Regions from separate parts of the Danio rerio genome. Here region 1 is linked to region 2. Evidence: chromatin contacts called from public Micro-C data. All regions are on one chromosome and are shown on one strand. The core of a region is the stretch at or near the end of the contact, and the rest is flanking DNA. Distances in the headings are between cores, read along the strand shown.

Region 1 (7,124 bases), core at 2,713-5,212, 55 kb after region 2:
TAGATCTGGGTGTGGAAGCGCGTAGTCTTCTCTATCTATCTTCAGCTGTTGTTGTGGCGAGCTTTACTGCACAGCACGTACTGCATGTGTAGATAGTACATTTCCCACAATACAATCACAAAGCAGTTCTACAGGTTGTTGCTTGTTGTTTTTAAATAAATATCTTACGGCTCTCATAAGCAGACAAACAAGCAGACAAGGTTAAATAAATCAAAATGCAAAAAAAAGGTCGTAAATTGCATGTGCCCAATTCTTAGGTGTAGTGTTTGTGTTAAAGTTGGTTTCATGTATGTTTTTTATGTGATGTGATGTTTTGTTAGATTATACAATTTCATTATTTTAATATTGGAAAACATGAACAGACTAATGAATAAAATATCACTGTTCTGTTTTCATTTGTGTAGTCTTCATGATTAGTTTTAATGTATTAAAAACTTATTTAAACATTCAAAACATTATAAAATCGGTGTCATTTAAGCTGTTGTATGCAGAACTACATGTTTAATGCATTTTAAATAAATAAATCTATCAGGACAAAAAATGACAGCAAAACTGGCATCTTTAATTCAGGAGCACTCGCTGTTTTTCTAATAAGACTGCACACGTCAATAAGTCATCGGTTCACTGAATCGTTCACTCATTTGAAGGCTTATTTCTTTTTTTCCCTTTCACTCTCTTCACCTCTTAAAGACACTAAATGCATTCCTCTTCTCTTGGAAGTTGCTTGTGTTTTTGTGCTGCCTATAATAAGGTGCACAAGAGGTTGGTGTTTCTTTTCAGCAGACGTTTTCTAATTGAAAGGGTCGCTTTTGACGATGTGGTGGATGCATCAACACTTTCTGTCAAAGACAAACGTCCTTCGATCAGAGCTGATGCACTGTATTGTAACTTTTGGTGAAGGGAAAAGCATGCCACTCTTTTACGGCACAATGCCATTTTGGTTTGACACAAGTATCTCTTCAGACAGACCTTCGTTGCGCCTTCCTCCGCATTTGTGTCCTTGGCTATCATTGGCTGTTCAGAGGCTCAGGTGGTTCTTTAGGTATGTCCAAATGGATGTATGGTGCACTGCTTGTTTACTATGTTCTTATCAAGGTTAGCAGCTGTGCCACTGTATTTCTAACTCCGATTAAACACTTTCTGATGGGGTTGATTGTGAATCTGGGCTATTGGTTTGTGTGTGTGTGTGTGTGTGTGTGTGTGTTAGCTTTTGTGGTCGAATGCATTGGCTGCATAGATCTTGGCATGATGTAGAATTTCTAACAATGCCTGATGGTCACTCAGCACTGATTTTTCATTTATTTATGTCTTTTTTCCCTTCAAGGTGCCACGTGATGATGGTAGAATCAGCAACTGAGACCATTCGAACAACACCCTCCAATCAAAATGGAGTCAGCAGTCTAAGCAGCCAATCAGACGGCGGAGGAAGAGAGGGTGGGTCCAACGGTGACACCAATGGGGAGATCAGCCCGGTGGATTTACTGCATCTTCAACAGCAGCAGGTGTGTGTTCTCTAGTCCAACTTCAGGAAGTGTCTTAGCTGTTAGTTGTTTCTTGTGCAATTCCTGTCTTGCGCAACCTACAAACAAGTAAAAAATGAAGCAAACTGAATCACACAGATTTCGAAACCTCAGTGTTGATTGCCTGGTTTATTTTCTTGCCACTCTTCACATATTTAATGGGACAAATATTTTTTTAATTACAAGGATAGTTCACCCCGACATAAAACTTTAAGTACTTAATGCATTAATTAGCCTGAACTAATGGGACCTGATTGTAAAGTGTTAGTTAATAAAAAGGCTTCCATTAACTAGATTACAATGTACCTATTGTTAATATTGCACAACTCATATGGTGCTAAAGAGCAGGGGTTCCCAAACTTTTCAGCTCGCGACCCCTAAAATAACAATGCCAGTGACTCGCGATTCCCAAATTCCTCAGAGGTGGTTATAAACATACAAATGTTCCACACACAACAATAAGCCTATATAAACACCAGCATATTGACAACACAAAAAGTGCAGCAGTTTAACAACCATATAATTTTTATAGTCATTTATTAATTTGTTTATTTTAATATTAACCTCAGCTAAAGAGACTGGCGGGCACATGTTTTTTATAGCACATGTCTATTCTTGGTTTAATTTTGTAGACCACCAATCAGAGAACATTCTCAGTGTTCAGTTGTGTGCCTGTATTTATTGTTAATGTATTTGATTGCCATAAAGGTGTCAGAAAGTTTAACCTGGTGCTATAAAATCAATCTGCTGCAGCTGACGCTATTGCTGTGTTGTTAATCTAATGTAAACACTGGAGTCCAATGAAAAAAATAATTTAAAGGGTGATGGCTTTTCATTTGCATGTTGTTGTTTTTTACTATTAAAACTACTATTTTTATATTATGTGGGTTATGATTAAAATATAGTAATTTTAATAGTTTGATAAATTTATTTGACATTTTGAAATCACCAAGCGACCCCCTGTCATTGTCCCGCGACCCCCACTTTGCAAACCACTGCTATAGAGGAGGGATACGAGTCAGGTTAGGGACATGTTTAGTGGTATAGGTAGGTTTAAGGGTGGGTTAGCTGTAAAGGATCAATCAACAGTGTACATTAGGTATACTGTAATAACATAAAATAATTACAGCTGTAATTACAAAGAGAAAATTAATTAAATATAAGTACAAAGTAAAAACACATGTATATTAGTGCATTGTTTAAAATGATTCACTTAAATGGAAGTTAATTTATTCTTTCATTCATTCGTTCATTTATTCTTTTAACATAAAAATAACTTTTGTGAAGGAAAATTTCACAGCCTAAGAGGGTGTAAAAGTATTGCAGAAGTTGTTGCACATGTAATAAACAGCAGCTCATTTTCTTTCCTTAATAAGTTGGATAGGGCTACATTTAATATAATTGATTTTTTTTTTGCATACAATTAAGCCTAAATTATTCCACTCCCATTAGGGCTGAGCGATTTGGCGATTTATTTATTGAACAAGTTTTGTACAGTAAATATACTCACATACTGCAAGTGAGAGAATTTTGAATGAAAGATGCATTACTTGATTTTAAAATAGTTGAAGGAAACACACACTATCTGCTATTTGTGATTATGTATTGAATGTCAACTTTAAACAATTGAAATTATTACACACATTGCCTGAAACAGTCAATTCTTTCGTATAAAAATGTGATAATAAATAACTTGCACTTTTGGAAACAAAATAAATTATTTTCAATGTTAAATTTTTCATATAAAAAGTAGAAAATAAGCAGTATCTAAATCAAATGACTTGTACATCCTTTAAATAATATTTTAAAAAGTGCATTGCTTCTGTAAACAAATATTTTAGTGTAAATGATCATTTTATTATGCCGTCTCTGCCGCAGTTTCCATTCATCATCAATGTAGTGCAAACTTGCGACATGCAGTTAAATTTTTGAGAGGTGTGCAGGTATGCGACCGCATGAAGGCTGTGCCAGACCATACCTGTGTCTTCGATGCAGAAGTATAAAGTAGCCTTAACAGAGCAGGGTCACATGACTCCACACATGCTGGGGAAAGTAATTGAAAAAACTGACCTGGAAAAATGTTAAGTTCTTAATGTCAATTTTGATTACTTTTCAATTAATCGCCCAGCCCTAACTTCCATGTGTTTTCTCTGCTTACAAAGTATTCACCACAAAAATTCTTTTCTGTGTTCAGAAGAAAGCAAGTAGCGCAAGTTTGAAATGACAAAGGATTGAGTTAGTGAGTTCATATTTTGGGTGAACTAATCGTATAACCAACAGGCCTCATATTTACATACAGTCATCCAGAACTGCACTCGGCGGTTTGATTTCGCTTCTGTACATGATGTAGACTCTGCTGAATTCTTGACTCTTCTGGTCCAGTTTGAGCAGCAATTTCAGTCTCGCCTGAGTCACAATGATCCTCGAAGCGACTGTTTTATGCAGTGACACGTCAGCGTGCAGAGGCTTGTGCTGTTTTTGCTCTCTGGCCTATGCGTCAGTGTCTTCCATATCCAGTTTGTCAGTTGGAATTTCCTCCCTTCCCGGACTCTCTTGGCTGAAACACTCTTTTTCTGTTCACACTCTCCCCTAAATGCTTTGCAGACACACAGAGGGTAACAGGAGCCCTCAACCTTGTTATCAGTGACACAGGCCGCACGCTTGGTAACAGATCCTTGCCTTAATGTAACATTGATGAACTGTTATTAAGAGAAAGTGGGAGCTGTTAAACTAAATTATTTACCACTCCAAGGTAATACGGTGTGTAAGTGTTGCTGCTTTTTATCCTTCTATTCTGGTGTGCATTAGAATGTAATGATTGTTTAAGGAGTTTTCAAGGACGTTCTTGCATCCAAACTTGATGAGTTATCAGCCTTGACCTTCAGTCATAATTCTTTATGTCCTCAATATATATATATATATATATATATATATATATATATATATATATATATATATATATATATATATATATATATATATATATATATATAAAGTCGAAGAAAAGCAACAAGTAGGCTACCTCTGGAATTATTACAGTTATTTTCTATTATAAAGGATTTTTATTAAATGATAAAATAGTCAATTGTGCACAATAATAATAATAATAATAATAATAATAATAATAATAATAATAATAATAATAATAATAATAATAATAATAATAATAATAATAAAAATAATAATTAAAAATCATAAAATGACAAAAAATAGTAATGTATTTGTATTTAATATATTTTTAATATTACTATCTTTAGTTTATTTTTAACACATTATTTATATATTAGGAAAAAAAGCTTTTATTCTGCCTTAAAAAAAACAGCTTGCAAAGTATGACACGATTATCCTTAAGATACATAGTTACATTGTCAGTTCCTAGTTGACATATGAAGTATGAAAAGCATAATGTAAAATGTTTTGGATATAACTTTTATAAAGAGCTACTGCTGCCACCGAAGACCAAAAGTATGGGTCGTGTAGCATGAGAGGGAAAGTGGAAAAGGAAAATAAAGAAGGACAGAGAGGAAGGAAAGGAAGGAGAGAGACAGAGTGTGGCATTGAGGCCGCGGCGGCTGTATGTTTGACATTGGAAATGGTTTAGAGCAGAAGGAACTGGCAATTTCTATCTCTAATTAAAGGCTTTGGCTCACATGACCATGTACAGGTGCACCAACACCAGACTGCGGAGCTGGAAAGAAAGGCTTCCTTGTGTGTGGTGAGCCTGTGCTCGCTCAGCGGGAGTCTCAACGCACACACACACACACACACACACGCACACACACACACACACACACACACACACACACACACACACATACTAAGAAAGAGAGAGGATCCAGCCAAGGAGGAGTGCAAACATTCACATTTATTACTTCCACTACAATTCCAAGTCCTCATTTCATGTGACAGAATAAAAGTATGCAAAATTGTTATTTTGCAAGTTTATTCCTTCTCTTTTCCTGTTTTGCTTCTCTTCAAATGACTCTCACTTCAGTGGTGATTTCGTATTCATGACTTTATTTTATTTTATTTTTTTTTTAGCAATTTTCAGGTGAAATTTGATATTCTATTAGCTAGTTTTATATTCTTGTGAATCCCATAAGAATTTACATCATCTGAAAACGTAGAAAGGACAAAAATGTGCACCGAGAAAATGCTGAATCAAGGTTGTACTATTCTAAAGCAATTGATTGCATTTAACATTAATAGCTAATGATGTTACATTTATTGTAGATAACATCAAAAGATTTTGTCAAATTGTGAAATATAACTATTGTTTTAGTATGTTATCAGTTTTTTTTTTACTTTCTACCCATTATTGTGACTTACACATGTTTGCAAAAATGTTTTAGAATTGCAATTTCATTAATACTAACTTTATATCTCGCAGTTTGACATAAAATCTGTTGATGTGACTTAATATTCTGTTCTAAAGCAAAGTTTGACATTAGATCTCCTGATGTGATGGAATATCTCAAAATGTTAACATTATAAACTGCAATAATTTTAGTCATTTATATCCCACAATTTTTGACTTAATATCTTACAGTGTGATATAATATCTCACAATTCAACTTTTCTCAGCATTTTTACATTTAAAATGCGATTCGTAGTAGACTTTTTGCATGCAGGCTAGACAAATTCAGAACTTTCTTCAGTTGTGTAGATACAAAATATGCCGCAAAGAGACCTTCTGTGGCATGAAAGATGTAAGCCACTGTCTTTAAGGATTTTTTATGTGGTTGCTTGCATATAAGCACATATGTGCACGCCTGTGCCAGCGTTAATATGTAGGTGTATGTTATTTCTCCATGGCCTTGAGCCTTATGGATTGAAGCTTCACACACCTGCTCATCTTCCAGTAGCAGTTTTTTTTATACATTTACTTTAGTGTTATTCAAGTCGCTTTACAGAAAAATACTAAACCTAAGAAAGTCTTCTAGCATCTGTTTAAAGGTCTAGGAAATTTATAAATGCTTAAATGTTTGGATTTTAAAGCCTCTATAGTCACTTTGCTGGGAAATCAGCATCCAAAAACGATACATTTTGTAACTTGATGTTTTGCTTTGTTTGGTTTTAAGCCTGGGCAAAAATCTCATGTTATGATATAAGTCATCTCATATCCTTTGAAAATGATATATCACGATATAGGATCATATCTTTAAATATTGTCAAATTGCACAACCCTATTTGGTCAAAAATCATGGCTTTTTATGCAGTTTCAGTTGAATGACATTCTCCCATGTCCTAACCCCTTTGTCCACAGAGATATCCCAAATATGCTTCTCCCCCCCCTCTCTCTTTCAGATGAAATGTATGTTCTGTGCCAGCCAACGACGCAGTGCGCCCTTTGATATGGGTGGCATAGCCATAGAAATCTCCCTCTTTTATTTCATCTCAGATAGCCATTGTTCATAAGAATCTGATGAATGAATTAGTTCATCATCAAGTTCCCTCATTTGATTATAAATGAATTGAGAGTTTGGCCTTGAAGCCAAATGACTTTAATGAGGAAGGCTCTGAAAATGGCAAAGCAAGCAGTAAAGTGTTATCATGGCAGAGCCTCCTAAAAAGTCATTTATCAAGTTTTATTGTCTTGCTCCG
Region 2 (6,491 bases), core at 91-2,590:
TGATGTTATTACTCGATAATTAATTTAATTAATAGGTATACATAATTTGATGTTGATGATGATGATAAAGTATAGTAATGTTATTTATTTGAGTCTTGCATATTTTTGTTGATGATGATGACGATGATGATGATGATGATGATGATGATGATGATGAAATGCAATAAAAATTTACAAATACAACTTTTGTACTACTACTGCCATACTACTTCTAAATTATTATTATTATTATTATCATTATTAATACTCATATTAATAATAATACAGTATTGTTATTAGTTGTTTATTATAATGTTATTTATTAATAGTCAAATTATGATATATTCATAATTTAATTATGATAATGGTACAGTATACTAATTAAAACAGTATTTCTTAACTATCAAACTATTAAAACATATATCAGTGTACTATTCAACATTATCTAGATTTTGTCTAGAATATTTTGTCTTGATTATGCTTATTATGATGATGAAATACAATGCAACTTTTTCAAATACAACTGCTATACCAGATTACTAAATTATTATTGCTAATGTTGTTGTTGTTGTTGTTGTTGTTGTTGTTGTTGTAGAAATGTTTAAATATTCGCATTTCACAACAATTATAATAAACACTTATCGACAGCAAAACCAAATGTGTTGCAAGATCGGACTTGTTATTTCCTAAAGAGTAGAGATGTGGAGTAGGTAACGGTTCCCATGGTGAGGCTGTCCTTTGACTAACATCTGTTGCTCGTCCGCGGCCACAATGGCCCAACTAAACCCGCGATGCGCGCGCAGGTGAAGAGATCAGCACCCGGAGCGCGCGAGCTTTTGTATTGTGTTCAATCAGAGCGGCAGCGCAGATGTGCGCAGCGCGCCTGTTCTAGACGCATTACGGTAGAGCAAACTGTCCCCTAACACATCGCCAACACAAGACACAAGCGGAGTAATTCAACACTGATTTCTCTGCGAATGAGCGAGGAACAGACGAGATGCCAAAAACTCCAGCGAGAAGCATTATTGGGACTTTAGGAAAACTCACCGTGTGACTAACAGAGAGGAAGAGAGAAGACCTGAAGCGACGAGGAGGCGTAAAGAGCCGCGTGCTTGTTCTTCATGAACTTTGAGGAGCGCTGTGACCATGCAGCCTTTGAGCTAGTGCACGATTATTGTTTCCACTTATCACCCTACTGAGTGACCAGTCTGAGGGAGAGGAAGCCAGTAAAAAGGAAAAGAAGACTAATAAAGACAGTTGTCGTTTAAAGTAATGGTCTGAAGACATCACTCATAGAACAGGATTTTTTTTTCCTTTTTGCGTTGCTCTTCTGAAGGTTTCTGGAATCACTGGGACATTCACGAGAGCTGGAGCGACACATCCACATGGTCCAGCCGTAGAGTGAAAGTAGAGTTCTTCACAATATCCTAACAGGTTCATATACACTTTTTTACTTCTTTTTCTTTACTTCTTTGCTCCTCGCGCGATTCAGCGTTTTTAATATTAGCCTAATGTGTATTCCACATTTGAATGCACGGACGTGTTATCACACACATTTATTCAGATCAATAGAAATAAATGTTACAGTCATAGTTTTTTTCTTAGATATTTCGCCAAATGGGATACTAAAGCTCGCATTGGAACAATGCAACTTTTTTACGTGACACTTTTAAACCGGGGACGAAAGCGTGCATTTATTCTTCACGAGAGAATCATAAATCATTATGATTTAGTTACCCGCAAACTTCACTATAACAATACATAAGAACGCAAAAGCAGTTTGGATAAAGTTAACAAAACATAGCGATTCAAACAAGTTTAATAAACATGCATCTGCGTTTGAAAATAGGCTATCGCCTGCCCTTACTTTTGATCTAAACTATAAGATGACTTTTTTGACAGATCAAATAAAATAGTTTGAGATAAATCGGTGCTATTTTGCATTTGCTTTCTTTTGAAGAATGCCATGCTTCACTTACAGAAATGTAGAAATCAGATGGCCGTACAAAACTCTCATGATAAATAATTCAAGACAATAAACTGCATGTAAATATACAAGTTTAAAAAGTCTAATCACGTTTTTTATTTTAATAATATACCTTCAAGCAATTTTCCCCTAATTCTCCGAGTTGCTGATTGTTTTTAACAGGCCCTCAGGAAACAGAGAGCAGATCTTATGTAAATAACTCATAACAATCCGTAAGTTTTCATTTTTATCAAATAAACCGATTTTTAAAACCGACTTTTTAAAATTATAACGTTTGTTAAAACCAAAAAAATCCAAGGGACATATTGAAATTATTTATAGTTGTTTTAGTGTCATTTGTACCGGTGTGTTATTAAGATAATATAACATAAAGATGCAACGCATAAAATACTTTAAATACATTAACTCGGCATTCATAATTATTTATAATCACTAATTTAAGTGTATTGATTACCGCGAAATACAATGACATTAGTAAAGTTAGTATTGGCGCAAAAGCAGATTTCCCCAAAAAAGGGACGAACGTTATTTACCTCATTACTTACGTCAAAAGAACGTATCATAATTAAATATTTTATTTTCATTAGTCAGTTTTGCTTCACTTTAGTAATTAACAGACAGGTTGATGACAAACTTTAAAAACATAATACTTTTATTTTGAGTTTCATTTACAAATGAATGAGCAAGATTAACTTTTGTTTTTAATTATTTACACAGTTTTTCATGATTTTGTATTCGTTTCGTAATTAAATCAGCGATATTTCAGCTTAAAATCTCTAAAATAAAATAATAAAACTAAACTTGCAACAATTTCAACATTTGAGTACGGGGCATAAAGTGAATCTGCAGAGGGAACTACAGCTCACGAGTTGAACCAAGTGTACTGTTAAATCGCACTCTTCTTGACTTATCCCTATTCAGTCTTTTTCTGCAAAACCAAAAATATACATCATCATCATCCTCATAATCTGGCAGTGTGTATGTAAATCTCATGTTATTAAGAACTGATTGATGGAGCTTTTGACACAATTAATTTAAATCTCATATATAAGTGAATGGCTTAATTCACTTTTAGCATTTACAACTTAGTGCAAACATTTATTAAATCACATTTGTTAAGTCTAAGAAATAGCGTTATATTATTTACTTTGATGTCAAAATGTTTCTAATAATTTTAATTTGTTTAATCATTGTAATTATTTCATCTACATAATTACTGACAGCATTTAAAAGCACATAAAAGAGCTTTTGAAATTGTTTATGAAAGAATGCTTACATAGAATATTTTGTTTATTTCCACACACATTTTTTTTGTGTTAAGATTATTTTTTATTGAACTATGTTACATTCCACGCTGAAAACACTTTTTTTTAAAACTCAGTGCTTTACTTTTGTGCGTTTACAATGTCCGTTTACTGATATATTGCCTCTTATGATAAACAGATTCCCTGCTAATTGAAATGTGACATGTGTAGATGAACATAAGCATAAAGTGATGAATACAATTTCCATTTCATCTGCTTGTGTGTGAGATGAATAGAGTGATTGAATGATGTTATGTGCTTCGAGTTAAAGTGATAATTCATGAAGTTGACAAAGAATAAGGCAGATTGTTCAGGGAGGGCATGAAAATGACAGTAAAGTGGGTAATTTAGTTATTTGCATGGCCGTCAAGCAGCTGCAAGCGGCAATAGCTACACCTCAGCCGATAGTTTTAACACTCTATTTCTAACGGCTCACACCAGACTAGTGTAAAGTTCAGGATTTTAAGTGATACATCACTAATTTTCTGTTAAGTGATTGTTTTATGTTGTTCTTCAGGTTCATAAAGACTACATACCTGACTTTTGGAGGTCTTTCGAATGTTATTTTGATAAATGTGTGGATTGCATGGCAGGCTGGTGTTGAGCCCTCTGTGGGTATTTTTCTGGGTAAAGAAGGTCAGGAATGTGTTTGTTTTGGAAAACGATGTTGAGACTAACCTGATGCCAGGTGTAAATTCAGGCATGTAGCTTTTTGATGCATATTTTAGGAACATTTGCTGATTGAAACTTTATTTGAACAACCAAGTGCAAATATATGTTGGAGTGTACTGTGCGAAAAAAGCATTTAGTGTGTGTGTGTGTGTGTGTGTGTGTGTGTGTGTGTGTGTGTGTGTTCTCGTTCAAATTCAGATGAGCCTCAGTCAAGTGATTTAGTGGTAAATGTAAGTTTTTCAACACCACGGGTGGTTTTAACACAAAGCACTCTGCTTCTTGTGAAGCACTGTCCCTTAGACCCTCACGTGGCATTTCCACCATTAAACTCTTGTATCGCTCCAAAAAATAATGTTAGTTTTTACACAAGTGCAGTTTTAACCAAAGCATGGTGAAGAGCAATCTCTTAACAGATCAGGATAGTTTTTGTCAGATGTACTTTTGGCTAACTCTTCTCTCCAAAACATGTCTGTGTGAAATATGTCATGCCTACGTTCTCCCTTTCATATTTCAGCTGACCTTACGTGAAAGGTCAGGCTGGAATTTTTACGCTCGTTTGCGCCTTTGAACGCATCAGCTCCGCCGTTGACCAGCGGCAACCACTAGCCGTAGATTAAACATGTGGTTTTAATTGGAGATGTTATTTGGTGGAACAGCGCGGCTGAGCATTTTTCAGTGTATGTGAATAATAAATTACGCACGTTTTTAGACTGTGAGGGCTGCTTTTATTACTACTCAGAGAGTGGTGTCATTTTCTCCCCAAACTCTGAGCCCTAAAAGGGGAAAAAAAGGAACTAACTACACCAAACAACTGACACTGAAGCCATTTCAACCAACTGCAAATTAAAAACTGCAAATAAAAAAAGAGACCAGACTGACGGATGTTTTCCAGATGACAGTGTTGATCTGATTAGCTATCGAAATGGTCTGGCGTTAACTGTTTCAACTTTGAGACAGACCAGACTGCTGTGCGGAAGTGCCGTCTAGGCTATCCGTCAGCTGAAGATGCTGCTGGATGCTGTTTTCTTATGGTCTATTTGTTCCAAATGTGAATTTAATTCTCCACTTGAACTCTTAAGCACAGCTTCTCTTCCCCGTGACCTCAGTGGCACTTTTTTTTTTTCACTTTCTTGGTTTTCGCGCACAAGGTTTCCTGTGTGGAGAGGCTTCACGCCGGGATTCGGGAGAGTGCCAGGCTGTTATGAGGTGATGACTGTCTTAAAGAATGACCCTAGCGTTTGCTTGGAGAGAGGAAGGGCCCATTTCCGATGAGCTGGGGAAATGTGGTAGAGGGAAAAGCAGGGTGTTCACTGGACGGAAATGACAGTACTTGAGTCTGAGGCGTTGATCATTACTTCGCTATATCCATTAGCAGAGCACCTCAGGAGAGATTACTGGCAGCTTGAAGCTGCAGGCACGGGTGGAAAGTGAACTATGGTCAATCACACTTCTAGAAAGAGTTATGCCTTTTTTTTTGGCCAAACAAATTCAGGTACCTGTTGTTTTGATAAAGAACACATGTATTGATAAGTGAAACCTAGATAGCGAGTCAGGATGCATCTTGAAGTAGCTCCCTGTGGCCACCGAAGCTGCTTCTGCTAACTTCGCGTTCCAGCTGACAGCTGTATTTGTGTTATGGATTTTCTCTCAGTCCGCTGTCTCCCCCCTCGAGCCTTCACCCCCTCCTGAAGGGTCTTTATAATGCGACTCGCTGTATATTTTAAAAACCCTAGCATAACGTTGACAAGCCATCATGTCCGTCAGAGAACATCAGTAAAGCTCTTTGGGAAAGATGGGAGCAAACTTTCGGCACTGTCACAAAAGATGTGACTTGATGATGGACTGACAGCTGCGGCTTGTTTGAATGCGTCTTAGTAAAGTTTTCCAGCACTTCTATCGCTGAAACAATCCCGCTTGTGACGCCAATGCTAAGCTCTCAAAACAGCGATAGCGATTACTGAAAACTTCTGCCTTAACAGGAGAGGAGAAAAGCTCTGATGTTTTATTCTTCTGCTCGTTGCCCGGCTTTGTTTGGCGGCAATGGCGGGAGGAATTCCTGTCAGTGTTGCCGGCCGTGGTAAACCTTAGTCCGGGTTTAAAACTCTAATCCACCCCCAGCTGCCGAAGGTGCGAGTGGTTTGTTCCTGAGGGAGATTCTGGCTCCGCACTGTACGCTTGGATAAATCCCCCTCCCCACTGTGTGACCATATAAGTAATAACCATATAAATGCATCTAATTTTCATTCGCTAATCCGTAAAGTAGCAGCGGAATGGAGAAGTGTTGGTTTCTTTTATGGTATTAGTAATGGGTAACAAGGGGATGCCTACTTAAGTTATTTGCATTTGAAACAGACGAACGTGATACATCTTTTGACAGAATTATCTTTTAACCACGTGTAAAACAAAATCAGATTCATCCTTCCGTTTTTTTTATTGATTGCATGCGCCTCGCTCCTACCTTGGATTTTCTATGCACAACTTTATTACAAACCTACAAAAAATAGCATTTTTAGAATGTTATAAATACCTAAATCCATGCGTGTCTTTGT

Evidence for each region. A called contact is a pair of places that touch in the nucleus more often than the background predicts.
Region 1: a Micro-C map of caudal fin shows a contact between it and region 2, with 3 times the contacts expected there. The contact joins the enhancer-like site here to the promoter of foxp4 in region 2. A contact is called at or near these places in 2 of 18 Hi-C or Micro-C datasets (caudal fin and an unstated tissue) and 1 of 4 datasets of contacts at active chromatin or transcription factors (caudal fin).

Annotation. Positions count from the first base shown.
Region 1 is chr11:24,074,264-24,081,387 of GRCz12tu, forward strand. It overlaps foxp4 (forkhead box P4), which reads left to right. Exons shown (of 18, transcript NM_001199491.1): 2 at 1,325-1,502. The coding sequence starts at 1,335. Among named protein-coding and RNA genes, the nearest start is that of foxp4, 55 kb to the left of the region's middle. Within about 2 kb of position 3,963, at least 11 of the 62 cell types and tissues checked have an H3K27ac peak or open chromatin away from gene starts, as enhancers often do. A contact at or near this core is called in caudal fin, where this site is marked.
Region 2 is chr11:24,021,745-24,028,235 of GRCz12tu, forward strand. It overlaps foxp4 (forkhead box P4), which reads left to right and starts at 1,341. Exons shown (of 18, transcript NM_001199491.1): 1 at 1,341-1,413.